2 separate regions of the Macaca mulatta genome follow, and region 2 is linked to region 1. A link is a contact called in public Hi-C data. All regions are on one chromosome and are shown on one strand. Each heading gives the region's core, a stretch centred on a gene start, on an enhancer-like site or on the middle of the called end of the contact. The rest is flanking DNA. Distances are from core to core; before and after follow the strand shown. Region 1 holds the start of ZCWPW1 (zinc finger CW-type and PWWP domain containing 1). Region 2 holds the start of GNB2 (G protein subunit beta 2).

Region 1 (7,394 bases), core at 4,222-6,721:
TAAAGAGATCCAAAAGCAGCATAAAATGGATCATTTGGTTCACATACACTTCCCTTTAAAGGATCAGAAAATTTTAAGACTTTAAATGGCCAAACTTGTTCAAGGTGTAGGGTTCCTCTCTCTAGACCATAAGATAAACTTAAAGGGTACTGAGGTTTTGACAGTGTGGCCACAGCATGGCTGTGAATGTGAATACCCTTTAACATTTTTCTGTTCCTTTCCTCACTTCTATAAATGTGAATAATTCAGACATGCTATTCTAAAGCAACTATGTTTCCTTTATATTAAAGGGCACATTTTCTTGCTGATTCCATTTTAACTCATCATCATCAATCCCAAAACATATTTGCTCCAGAAAAAAAGGCAAGTTGGAATTTTGGGGAGAAACACTCAAGCAAATTAATCTCCTTTATTATAATCCTAAATAGAAGGTAATGACTGGATAAAATTGGCCAGGCATGGTGGCTCACACCTGTAATCCCAGCACTTTGGGAGGCTGAAGCGAGTGGATCACCTGAGGTCAGGAGTTCGACACTAGCCTGGTCAACATGGCAAAACCCCATCTCTACTAAAAATACAAAAAATTAGCCAGGCGTGGTGGCAGGCGCCTGTAATCCCAGCTACTCAGGAGGCTGAGGCAGGAAAATTGCTTGCACCCAGGAGGCGGAGGTTGCAGTAAGCCAAGATCGCGCCATTGCACTCCAGCCTGGGCAACAAGAGCAAAACTCCGTCTCAAAAAAAAAAAAAGACTGGATAAAATTAGGCTGTAAAAAGAATATTAATTTGATCACAAATGACAAATATATCTTTCTCAGACTTTAAAATTCCAAAAAAGATCATAAGAAGTCTCAGTCTAAGTTACAAGGGCTATGCTAAGTGAGAAAAGCAGAATGAAAATCAGTGTGTTTCAGATGACAATATTTAGTTTTAAAAACATATGTCTAGTATAATAGAGAAAATCATAAATTTTCTCTGGAAGAGAAAAAAAATGGATCAAAATGCCTCTGGGGAGTAGAACTGGGTAGATGACAGTGAAAGGAAGCTTTTGGTATACTCCCTCGTATATCTTTGGCATTTTAAAACACACAAATGTTACCACTTCAAAAAATATTTTAATTTTTTTTTTTTTTTTTCCGAAAGACAAGTCTTGCTCTGTCGCCAGGCTGGAGTGCAGTGGCACGATCTTCGCTCACTTAAACCTCTACCTCCTGGGTTCAAGTGACTCTCCTGCCTCAGCCTCCTGAGTAGCTGGGATTACAGGAGTGCGCCACCACCCCCAGCTAATTTTTGTATTTTTAGTAGAGACGGGGTTTCACCATGTTGGCCAGGATGGTCTCAATCTCCTGACCTCGTGATCTGCCTGCCTTGGCCTCCCAAAATGCTGGGATTATAGGCGTGAGGCACAGTGCCCAGCCTAAATTCTTTAAGTAAAATTAAAAGAGAGTATTTTGACTAATCTAAAAATACAAAACATTTCCAGTATTTAGGTTCAAATCTTTATCTAAACCTGTAAAGATCTTCCTAGGCTAAAGTATGTTTCTGGAGCCCCAACCAACTAGATAGAATTGTGGTTCACTGTTGAGCTAGTAAGATGTAATAAATCTGTAAACAGTGATGTATAGTATAGTATCACATAATATGTATAATCTGTGCATGTGATGAACACTGCTTTCAAACAAAAGCTCTAACCTGATCAATAAAGAAGGGAAGGCCAGGAAGTCACTTTCTGATAACTCAGGTTGCCCCTCCTCCGTTTCAGGTGAATTAACTTCTTTCACAATAACAAATACTGAAAGCTGGTTCAGAGAGAGGAAAAAAAAATAGACAGTTAATAAATATATAAAATACCACTAACTTTCTTCTGTACAGCTACTAAATGACTAGGGGCTGTAGACTCGGGAATAAAATTTGAGGTTTTAATTTCTCTTTTCTTACCTTAGATGAAGAGGGGCAGGATGTGGGGTTGGGGGGAAGGCTTTAATAAGAGGGGCAAAGGCTTTAAATAAGAATGTAAAGGAACCAGTACAGTTCCAGAAACCATATTCCCATCACTCAACATACGAAATGAGGGTAAAAAAGGAGGGAAAAAGAACTTAGGAATAATAAAGGAAACCAAGGGAAAGTGAATGAGGATCTCAAAACAGTTTTATTTCACTTAGAACATTAAAAATCATCACATAAATTTTGAGATGAAATCATCTAACTCAGCAGTTCCAAGTATGGTCCCAGAATCCTAGGGGGTCCTCTCCCTTTTCCAACTACCTATCTGTATTAAGCTTGATTTTCTCATGTACTTTTACAAAAACAAGATATCCCAACAGACTGAATGCAGAAACTGATGAGAACCCAGTTGTTTTCTATTAAGCCAGACATGAAAGAGATTTGCAAAAATGTAAAACACCACCATTCTTCATGCTAAATTTTCTTTTGTTTAGGAAAATGTATTTTTCATAAAAACCTGTTTAGGTTAACATATTATTATTTCTAATCAAACTTTAAATGTTTCTCAATTCTAATTTCTAATATGTTTATATCAACAGATACAAACCAAATAAAAGCTCTTTGGAGTCCTCCATAATTTAAGAGTATAAAAGGGTTCTCAGACCAAAAAGTTTGAGAACTGACCTAGTGAAATAACTTGTCAGTCTTGCCAATTTTTAAAAAATAAACAGTAATTCTCTCTCCCCACACACCATTCAGAATGTGTTCCCACACTTCCTCCTCCTAACCATCCAATCATTCCCTTCTTTACCTTGTTCCTCAAATCCTTGGTCTAAGAGAAGTAAACCCTTCAGCATTGTCATCTAATCCAGACTCCCTGAGTCTCAAAAAAGCGGTAAAGAGTATATTTCAGCCAGGCGCAGTGGCTCACGCCTGTAATTCCAGCACTTTGGGAAGCCAAGGTGGTCGAATCACCTGAGGTCAGGAGTTCAAGACCAGCCTGACCAACATGGTGAAGCCCCGTCTCCACTAAAACACAAAAATTAGCCGGGCGTGGTGGCAGGCGCCTGTAATCTCAGCTAATTGGCAGGCTGAAGCAGGAGAATCACTTGAACCCAGGAAGTGGAGGCCGCAGTGAGCCAAGATCGTGCTATTGCACTCCAGCCTGGGCAAAATGAGCGAGACTCCATCTCAAAAAAAAAAAAAAAAAGTATATTTCAAATCTTTCTTAAGCCAGAGTCTGATCTTCCTTTTTGCATTAATAACAGTATGTGGACTCCTGCTTATTTTCATGCATCAATTAACTAATAGCAGTTTCCTCCCTTCTTTCCTTTTTCCCTTCCTCCCTCTTCCCTCCCTCTCTTCCTTCTTCCCTCCTGTCTCCCTTTGTCCCTCCATCCCTTCCTCTCTCCCTCCCCCTCCCGCTTCCCTCTCTCCCTCCCTCTCCTTCCTTCCTTGTCCTCCTCCCTTCCTCTCTCCCTCTCCTTCCTCCTTCCCTCCTCTCCCTCTTCCCTCCCTTCCTCCTTCCCTCCTCTCCCTCTTCCCTCCCTTCCTCCTTCCCTCTTCCCTCCCTTCCTCCTCCTTTCCTCCCTCCTCTTCCTCCCTCCCTCCTTCCCTCTCTTCCTCCCCCTCTCCTTTCTCCCCCTCCTCCTTCCCACTTCCCTCTTTCCTCCCCCTCCCCCTTCCCTCTTTCCTCCCCCTCTCCTTCCTACCCCCTCCCTCCCCCTCCTCCCTTCCCCACCTCTCCTCCTCCATCCTTCCTCTCCCTCCTCCCTCCCTCCCTTTTCGCTTCCTCTCTTCACCCCCTCCTCCCTCGCCCCTCCCCTTTTTCCCTTCCTCTATTCACCCCCTCCTCTCTCCCCCTCCTCCCTCCCTGCCCCCTTTCTCCCTCCTTCCTTCCTCCCCCTTCCCTCCCTTGCTTGCTTCCTTCACGTTTGTGCACAAGCTCAGCAAGCCTGATTTAAAACGTTTAACAAGAAAGAAGAGGCAGGTGGATCACCTGAAGTCAGGAGTTCAAGACCAGCCTGGCCAATACGTGAAACCCCGTCTCTACTAAAAATACGGAAAAATTAGCCGGGCACGGTGGGGCGTGCCTATAATCCCAGAATTTTGCGAGGCCAAGAGGTCACCTGAGGTCAGGAGTTCGAGACCAGCCTGGCCAACATGGAGACACTCCATCTCTACTAAAAATACAAAATTAGCTGGGCGTGGTGGTGGGCGCCTGTAACCCCAGCTCCTCAGGAGGCTGAGGCAGGAGAATCGCTTGAACCCGGGAGGCGGAGGTTGTAGTGAGCGGAGATTGCGCCACTGCACTCCAGCCCGGGCGACAGAGCAAGACTGTCTTTTAAAAAATAATAAAAAATAAAAGATAATTTTTAAAAAGCCCCAATCCCAAATGCACCTTGCAATCCAAAGGGAAGAAGTTTTGGGGAGAAGTTCTTCCCATTTGGGGGGTGCTCCCATTTTCCTCTCTCTTCCCTCACCCCTTATTCTCTCTCAGGGATAGGGGTTCAGTTCGGAGGTGTCCCTGAGCCACACGTCCTCGCCTCTCCCCGAAAACGGTGGCGTCCCCCTCTCTCTTTCCCGTTCCTTCCCTTCCTTCCTCCCACCATGAGGGAATCTCCCCTCCACTCCCACTCCCGCCAAGGCACCGTGATCCTCATTCTCACTCATATTGTCAGTGCCCGTCAGGAGACTGGGCTGTTTTTGTCTGTTTCTTGGGGACGACAGATTCTGAGGAAAAAGGGCCAAGAGCTGGTTGTCGCCCTGAGAAAGTTTCTCCTCAGGCAACGGGTGCCAGGACTGGCGGCGCCTAGCACCTTCACCTACAACCAGAAACTAGCCGGCTACCTTCAGGAGCAAGGAGGACCTAAAGGCGAGGTGCAAAACCAGCTGGCGCAGCGACTCCGCAAGCCTCTCACACCTCAACCCAGGTTTCCCGCCACCAAGAAAAGGCACGAGGACGTCGGGCGCGCTAGCTCCACCCCCGGGAGGCGCGCTCGCGGAGTCTGAGGCGCATGCGCAACTGGAAACAGCGTCTGCGTTTCCGCGGCTGAGGTAATTCCGCCATCTTTCACCCGAACGTCCCGGGAAAACTACAAATCCCAGAATCCTCTTTGGTGTCACATATTTTTAGGCGGCGGCCGCAGCGCCTGATTGTTCTTGAAGCACATCTTACTAACTTTTCTCTGTTTCAGATTGCCTTTTCCTCCCTCTTTCCGTTCCCTGATTCCTCCTCTTCCTGCTGGTCTCCTTCACGCCCTCACTTTAGGATTTTATTTGAGACTTTCCGGGACCCCACTGTCACCCCTGTCACCCGCTCCTCGGCCCAGCACTCCGCTGGCAGGAAGACCGGGCTGCGAATCTCCCCGGGAAAACGCCGTAGATTCGCTTCTTCCTCATTGGCCGAAGCGGGGGGGGGGGCCCAGCGCGGACCGAACCCCCGTCCCCGCCCACACTCTCTGGTATATAAGTCGGCGCGGCGCCGCGGCGGGCGTTTGGGGAGGCCCGTGAGCTGACGGGCCAGTGAGCGGGCGTCGGGAATGGGCGGAGGCGTTGGGGTCCGGGCCGTGGGTGTGGAGGCGGAGAGGAAGGCGTGGTGTGGCGTCTCCAGGTGATTGCGATTGGGGGAAGGCAGAGGAACCAGAGAACGACTCAGCCGTTTCGGGGGAAGAGGAAGTTGGACAACACCGGCTGTTTTAGTGCTTTTTCTTTTTCCCCAATTCAGCAGAGAATATTTTCGAGGGGGGTGAGTTATAATGACCTATCGCGTTTTACTGAGCCCAGTTCCACTCCTGCCCTTCCTCGGCTTTGTAGGGTCTCTCTGCTCCTTCGGAAGCGCTTCTAAGAAGATGGGCAGAGGGGGGAGGTGTGCTACCAACAGCTCATGAATAATTCATGAGCACCGCCCTTCGTCGGGAAGCCCTGCCCCTCCGGATCGCGCTGACGCACGCTGCGTTTACCAAACTTAAGGAAGCGACGTCACAGGCCCTACCCCTAAGACGGGAGGCGGGGCGCCACCTCCAGCACGTGCTGCCTGTACCCGCGCAAGCCCAAAAGGGTGTGCGCAGGCGCTGCCCACTAGGGGGAGGAAGGAGGCGGGGTGGGGAGGTTGTTGGATTTAGAGCCGGGTGGAGACCGCTGAGACTCATTCCTCAGGAACAAGGGTCGGGTGTCAAGGAGACCTTTTCACACCAGGTCCCGTCCCCCGCCTACGGTGGGTGGGATCGCGCGGCAGAGACAAAGGAGATCAGTAGGGCCGGACCTAGCTGCGCAGGGAAGTAGGGTGTCAGTTTGGGGTGGTGGGCTTTTGCGGGGGCTGTGTGGGGGGTTATATTTAAACTCCCAGAGCCGTTAAGTTGGTTCGTACTCCGATGCGCGCGCAACCAGGGTGGTGGCGGAGTGCGCATGCGTGGTTCCGGGGCGAAGGGAACGCGCGCTTGCCGTGCGCGCTCGCGGCGGGGTGGTAGTGGCGGAGGAGAAAGGGGTCGGCGCACGCGCGGTTGAGTGCTCGAGTAGTTCGGGTGTCGCGGGCATCTTGTTTTGGTCTCGCGGGCGAGTGGGGCGCACTTCGCGGGGAGGCGCTTGGGCGCGAGACTAGGCGAGAAGAGCAGAGCTGCGCGCGCACTCGGGAAAGGGGGGGAAGGGAGCAGGGTCCAGGCAGGGGGGGTTAAGCCCCCTGATCCCCCTCGTTACCCCGACTGGGACGGAATAAGGGGAGGAAATGATCGAGATGGCGGCGGAGAAGGAGCCGTTTCTGGTGCCGGCCCCGCCGCCGCCGCTCAAAGATGAGTCGGGCGGAGGGGGCGGCCCCACTGTGCCACCGCACCAAGAGGCCGCCTCTGGGGAGCTCTGCGGCGGGACGGAGCGTGGTCCGGGTCCTTGCGCGCCGTCTGCGGGGTCCCCGGCCGCTGGGGTCGGTCGAGAGAGCCCCGGGGCCGCGGCCACCCCCCCCGGTGGTCCCCAGGCGCAGCAGCACCGAGGAGGCGGCCCCCAGGCGCAGTCGCACGGGGAGGCCCGCCTGTCGGATCCCCCGGGGCGAGCCGCTCCCCCGGACGTGGGGGAGGAGCGCCGGGGAGGGGGCGGGACAGAGCTGGGTCCCCCTGCTCCTCCTCGACCCCGCAATGGCTATCAGCCCCACCGGCCACCTGGGGGGGGCGGGGGCAAGAGGAGAAATAGCTGTAATGTAGGGGGAGGTGGGGGAGGCTTTAAACATCCGGCCTTCAAGAGGCGCAGGCGGGTGAATTCGGACTGTGACTCTGTGTTACCCTCCAACTTCCTCCTGGGGGGCAATATCTTTGATCCCCTGAACCTGAATAGCCTCCTGGATGAGGAAGTGAGCCGCGCCCTCAACGCAGAGACCCCTAAGTCATCCCCCCTTCCGGCCAAAGGGCGAGATCCAGTGGAGATCCTCATCCCCAAAGATATTACTGACCCGCTCAGTCTCAATACTT
Region 2 (6,425 bases), core at 955-3,454, 260 kb after region 1:
TCTTATGGCTGCGTGTTTTTATACTTTCAAATTACAAGGACTCAGTGAAGGCTATTCATTGCCTTGAACTTCCCAAAGCAGTTCCACAATCAATCGGGTTCTCAGTAAGAATCCGAGACTTGCAGGGAAAATGCTGTCAGTACCCCCATTTAACAGATGTGGAAACTGAGGCCTAGACCTACATTCTTGTCCCTTTACAGACAAAGTCCCTGGAGGAGGGGGTTCATCTAGAGGCTCGTACAGATATACTGGAATGTAAAGTTTTGGCTGCCTGGGTTCATACCTAAACTCTGCAGCCTCAGGTCTCTTTCCACTACTAGAAGATGGGGAGAAGGCTGGGTGCTGTAGCTCACGCTTGTAATCTCAGCATTTTGGGAGGCTGAGGCGGGCACATCACCTGAGGTCAGGAGTTTGAGAGCAGCCTGGCCGACATGGTGAAACCTCGTCTCTACTAAAAATACAAAAAAAAAAAAAAAAAAAAAAAAAATAGCTGGGCAGGGTGGCGGGCACCGTAATCCCAGCTACTCCAGAGGCTGAGGCAAGAGAATTGCCTGAACCCAGGAGGCAGAGGTTGCAGTGAGCCTAGATCATGCCACTGCACTGCAGCCTGGGCGATAGAGTGAGACCCTGTCTCCAAAAAAAAAAAAAAAAAAAAAAACAGGCTGGGCGCAGTGACTCACGCCTGTAATCCCAGCACTTTGGGAAGCAGAGGCGGACGGATCACCTGAGGTCAGGAGTTCGAGATCAGCCTGGACAATACGGTGAAACCCCGTCTCTATTAAAAATACAAAATTAGCCAGGCGTGGTGGCACATGCCTGTAATCCCAGCTACTCGGGAGGCTGAGGCAGGAGAATCGCTTGAATCTGGGAGGCGGAGGATGCAGCGAGCCGAGATCGTGTCATGCACTCCAGCCTGGGCAACAAGAGTAAATCTCCGTCTCACCAAAAAAAAAAAAAAAAAAAAAAAGAAAGAAAGAAAGAAAATGGAGAGAATGTTAGCACTTAATTTCCCAGAATTGTGAGACTTAACATATGTCAGCCTGGGCAGCATAGGGAGACCCCACCTCTACCAAAAATTTAAAAATTAGCCGGGCATGGTGGCTGGGGCATGCCTGTGGTCCCAGGTACCAGGGAAGCTGAGGCAGGAAGATCACTTGAGCCCAGGAGATGGAGGTGGCAGTGACCTACCATCACGTTACTGTACTCCAATTAAAAAATAAGTGTGGGGCCAGGCGCGGTGGCTCACGCCTGTAATCCCAGCACTTTGGGAGGCCGAGACAGACGGATCACGACGTCAGGAGATGGAGACCATCCTGGATAACACGGTGAAACCCCGTCTCTACTAAAAATACAAAAAATTAGCCGGGTGTGGTGGCGGGCGCCTGTAGACCCAGCTACTTGGGAGGCTGAGGCAGAAGAATCGCTTGAACCCAGAAGGCGGAGGTTGTAGTGAGTAGAGATCGCACTCCAGCCTGGGAGACAGACTCCGTCTCAAAAAAAAAGTGTGGAACTCAATAAATATGAGTTGTTATTACAGTGGCAAGCCCTGAAAGGGGGTCTACAAAAGCCCAGTGGGCGAGGCTGAGGAAATGCCTGGGCACGACCCTTCTCATGGCATTCCCGGGGCGCCCGCATCAGCCCGTACCCACTCACGCTCGGGGACTTTCTCGGAATCGCGCTTCTTCTTCCAGCCGCCTCAAGGCGGGCCCCGTCCAGCTCTCTTTAGCTCCGCCCCCTGATGAGGGGGCGTGGCCTCCACAGGGCCGGGGCGTGGCCCAACCGGGAAATGGGGCGTCGAACTCCCCTTCCCAGTCTAGAGCCACCCAATCAAGGCGGGGCGGGAGACCGATCACGTGACCCGCAAGCGGTCTCACCCTCCTCATGTGCCAGTACCACCTCCTCCAGTCCCAGAGGGGGGATGTCTTACTCCTTTCCGGGAAGCAAACCCTTTGAGTACGGTTTGCGTCCACATAGCGTGAGGGTGAGATCCTTGGGAGCCACTGGGACCGTCTTTGCCCCCTCGGTGGGGTTTTGTCTCCTGGCTTCCCCCAAGTGCGAGGCGTTGGTCTCGCCCAGCCGGGTCTTGGGCGCGGCGGCGGCAGCCGCGTCACTGGCGGGCGGGATCCCTCCGCTCTGGGGAGGCAGCGCTGGCGGTGGGGTTGGGGCCACTGAGGAAATCCATCCGCGCCGCCGCCGCCTCCGCCGCGGAGGAAGACAGCGCCGCCCGCGCGCCGCCAGCGACCCCGCCGCAGAGTCCCACCGCCACAGGTACCTCCGCTGGCAAAAGGAGTCCTCGCGCCCCCCAGCCCCAATTTCCCGCAGGGGAACCTCTCTTCCTTCGGTCTCCCCGGGCTGGCCTCCTGGGAGCGGACGTAACTCCCCAGACCTCCCCTCCCTTCCTATCTGGCCCCGTCGCTCCCAAACCCGGAAGGGGAACTGGGGGGGACCCTCGCCCCCCACGGTGTGTGCACTTCCCCGCACCATCAGCGAAGTTTTTGCCCGACCCCAGACCCCAGCCCAGCCCCGACTGCCTCTTGCTCCCTTGGAAGTTGGGGGGCTAAATTCGGGGCTTCCTCTAGGCCCCGCCCCGCCCCCTTTCCCCACCGCCACCCTCCCGCCTGCCCCTGGGGAGCACCCCTCGTGTCCTCCACTGTCGCACCCCTGCCGGCCCTCGCCTTGCACAACCCCAAAATCGGGGAGAAGCAGGCAAGGCCGCGCGCCACCCTTCCTTTAGTCTCCACCCTACCCCCGATTTGGGTTCTGCTCGTGGTTTCTGGCCCCACTCCCCGAAACCGGAGCCCTCGGCGCCCTATTCCCTTTACAGATCCCCACCCGAAGCCCAGCTCCCAGGCACCCGCCCCCCGCCCAGCTTTCTTTTGGGCAAAATGGAGGTCGTGGGGGCTGGAGGGCCAGGCCCACTGCGCTTCGCAGCGCCGCACCAGCCCGCGCCTTCCAGCTGCGAGATCCAGGGACCCTCCCGTCACCTCTCCTGGGCCCCGCCAGACCTGCGGAGGCGGTGGCACCCCCATTTCTCTATGGGACCCTGGCTGCTATATCCCTGGAATCTGGGGGCTGCTGAGGGCCCTGCGGGGTGATGGGGACCGAGGGCTGAGAGCGTCGCCCCCGCCCCCAGTTTCTTTCTCCAGCCCTGCTTCCTTCTGCCCTGGGCCTCCGGTGGTGCCGCCAGGCCTGGGCTGCTAGTAGCTGGAAGAGGCTTTGTGCGGGCCTGGGGGTTGGGTGAAGTAAGGAGTTCTGCCTGCGCCCCCCACACCCCGATTTTGAGGGTCACCCCCTGGCACTGGCGTAGAAAGCTGAACTTACAAGGAGGGGAAATGTCAGTGGGGAATAGGAACGCCCTGTGCCTGGGGGAAGTGGGAGCTGGGTGGGGGACGCCTGGGTCGGCCGAGTGCAGTGTGTACGGCCGGATCGCACAGGTGTCCCGCGGGTGGGGAAGGACTCAGGCGCCCGGAGCGGAGCCAGCCAAGCCTCTGGGGCCCGGGCGCGAGCCCGCTGGCTGGGCCCCCCAGGTGTCCAGGGCGCCGGGGCCAGGCCGCCTGGGGCCTCCCGCCCGCGCCTGGGAGAGAGCAGCTCCGCGCCTCGGGGCCGGGGACCTCGTTGCGGAGCCGTAATTACTCGAGAGCGGCTCCCACGGGCTTTCTGCGGGCGCGGCGGGGCGGGCGGTCTCTGCGCTGGAGGGAGCAGCGGCTCGGGGCTGCCTTCCCCGCCGTTGTCACCCCCACCCGCGGCGGACGGCTAATGGGGCGCAGCCGGAGCAGGGATTATCCGGGGTGAGCTGTCCAGAACCTATTAGCTCCCAATCGGCTTTTCCCAAATCCTGTAAACAGCCACCCGGGCCGGTTCTGGGGAGGGGCGGGAGCCTGGGTCGGGCGGGGGCGATGGGGCCGGGGGTGGGGTCACCCACCCTACAGGTCTCAGCCGTGGATGCGGTTGCCTTGGCAACGGGGCTAGGGTGGGGGCATTTCACCAATGAGGTGCTCTCGGTCCGGGTGACGGTTGCCTAGGCAACCCCACGAACAGCCTAGCTTCCCCCTCTGGTCGCTCCCCCCCACCCGCCACCGTCGAAGCTGGGGGTGTGTGTGGAGGGTGTGCGCCTTGTGGGGTGAATTTCAAGAGGCACCTCCCCTTTTAAAATTAGGTGCTTGGGGGGCGGTGCCGGTGCGGGCTGGGGCAGACGCCAGGTCTGTTTTCGAAGGGACACCCCCCCCCCCCAGTTCCTGCCGCGGGTGTCCCGCCCGGGCTGTGTCCGAGGGAGGGGTTTCCCCTGCGCTTCCTCTTGCACTTCCCGCTCCGTTTCCGGGGGGCGGGAGGAAGATTGGGGAAGTCGGCTCTTACTCGGCGACGTCTCGGTTGCCGGAGACCCTGGTTGTGCCGCCGCCCCTCCCCCCTCCCCTTGCTTACCCCTTCCGGGCCGTGCTGCAACCCCGCCTTTCCCCCCACTTCCCCGGCGGCCTCGGGCCTGACGTCAGCCCTGCATCCCCCAGGCCTCGGGCCAGCGGCCAGGAGCTGCCTCCCCCAGCCCCCGTCCCGCGGCCCCCAGCCGCCCCCAACCCCGCCCCACGGGCCCGGCGCCATGAGTGAGCTGGAGCAACTGAGACAGGAGGCCGAGCAGCTCCGGAACCAGATCCGGGTGAGGGCCTGGTGCGGTATGGGCCGGGAGGTGTGTACACCTCCCGGTGCCCTGGACCGGGCTGGGTGAGGGTGTTGGTGGGGGAAGGGGGAGGGAGGGCTCCTTAGTGGCTCAGAATCTGATTTTGTCCACTCCTGTCTTCTCGCCCTCTCCTACCCATCCTACCGTCTCTTGCATCTCTTTGGCTCTGCCATTCCCTATAGGATGCCCGAAAAGCATGTGGGGACTCAACACTGACCCAGGTGAGGGCACTTGGTGGTCAGGAGGTGACTGGGGTTGGAGGGCAAGGATCGGAGGCCGCTGCTCACTGCAGTCCTGCTACCTGGGCCTCCCTGAGCCCATTCTGTCTCTACCTCCAGATCACAGCTGGGCTGGACCCAGTGGGGAGAATCCAGATGAGGACCCGGAGGACCCTCCGTGGGCACCTGGCAAAGATCTATGCCATGCACTGGGGGACCGACTCAAGGTGTGTGTGTGTGTGGGCTGGCGCTGTGGGCCGACTTTCTAGCAGGCTGTGGGAGCAGCCTCCGATCTGGTGGGGTGAGTAGGCCACCAGAATACCCAGAGTATGTCTGGAAATAAGGTGACTCCCAGACATGCCCGCCAGACCTGGACAGGCAGGACCATGCTGGTGAGAACTTGTGGGCTGCAGCTGGAGACTGTCTCTCAGGTGGCTCATACCTGTAATCCCAGCATGTGGGGAGGCCAGGGCAGGATCACTTGAGCTCAGGAGTTTTGAGACCAGCCTGGGCAACATAGTGAGACCCTGTCTCTACTAAAAATTGAAAAATGAGCCGGGTGTGGTGGTGCTCGCCTTGTAGTCCCAGCTATGTGGGGGAAGCTGAGATGGGAGGATCACTTGAGCCTAGGAATTCCAGGCTGCAGTGAGCTGTGATGGTGCCACTGCACTCCAGCCTGGACAACAGAGACCCTACCTTCTCCTACCCAATGGGAAGGGGGTGTGTCTTGCTTTCATGGCATCCTTCTGCTCTCCCTGCACCATTCCCCACCAGGCTGCTGGTCAGCGCCTCCCAGGATGGGAAGCTCATCATCTGGGACAGCTACACCACCAACAAGGTAGGGTGGTGCGGGCTGGGGGGTGGGGCAGGGTCACAGGGCCCTGACTGGCTCTGACCCTGGCGCTGCCTCTGCTCCACAGGTTCACGCCATCCCGCTGCGCTCCTCCTGGGTCATGACCTGTGCCTATGCGCCCTCAGGGAACTTTGTGGCCTGTGGGGGGCTGGACAACATCTGCTCCATCTACAGCCTCAAGACCCGCGAGGGCAACGTCAGGGTCAGCCGGGAGCTGCCTGGCCACACTGGTGAGGGGCCTGGCCCGGCTAGCACCCTTTTTGGGGTCGGGAGGTGCACTGCCCTCCGTGTGGAGACCTGGCTGACCAGCTCCTTCCCCAGGGTACCTGTCGTGCTGCCGCTTCCTGGATGACAACCAAATCATCACCAGCTCTGGGGATACCACCTGGTGAGGCTCTGCCAGGGCTGAACAGTCTGGGCGAACTCACACTTCCTGCCTCAGGGGCCACTGTCCCAGTGCTCAGCACGCAGCGTGCACTGTAGTCTCTCTCTCCTGGTGGGCACTAAGGGGGTCAGGGAGGGATGCATCCCTTTCCCACCTAAGGCTCTGACAAGAACCTCCCTGAACCCTTTCACAGGGTTGGGCTCACGTGGTGGGGAGGGGAGGGCAGGGACTCTGTTCTTTGCCCCGTCTCTTATCTTTTCCTTCTTCCTGTCACCTCTCCAGTGCCCTGTGGGACATTGA

Evidence for each region. Hi-C and Micro-C count contacts between places; a contact is called where the count stands out from the background.
Region 2: a contact with region 1 is called in a Hi-C map of fetal cortex germinal zone, with 2.1 times the contacts expected there. The contact joins the promoter of GNB2 here to the promoter of ZCWPW1 in region 1. A contact is called at or near these places in 2 of 14 Hi-C or Micro-C datasets (cortical neurons and fetal cortex germinal zone).

What each region holds. Positions count from the first base shown.
Region 1 is chr3:47,621,653-47,629,046 of T2T-MMU8v2.0, forward strand. ZCWPW1 (zinc finger CW-type and PWWP domain containing 1) reads right to left here and starts at 5,472. Exons shown (of 17, transcript XM_077996331.1): 1 at 5,124-5,472; 2 at 1,690-1,796. It overlaps MEPCE (methylphosphate capping enzyme), which reads left to right and starts at 6,267. Exons shown (of 4, transcript NM_001261658.1): 1 at 6,267-7,394. The coding sequence starts at 6,665.
Region 2 is chr3:47,880,393-47,886,817 of T2T-MMU8v2.0, forward strand. It overlaps GNB2 (G protein subunit beta 2), which reads left to right and starts at 2,205. Exons shown (of 10, transcript XM_077996420.1): 1 at 2,205-3,788; 2 at 4,503-4,648; 3 at 4,852-4,890; 4 at 5,008-5,114; 5 at 5,662-5,725; 6 at 5,808-5,970; 7 at 6,062-6,128; 8 at 6,408-6,425. The coding sequence starts at 4,592.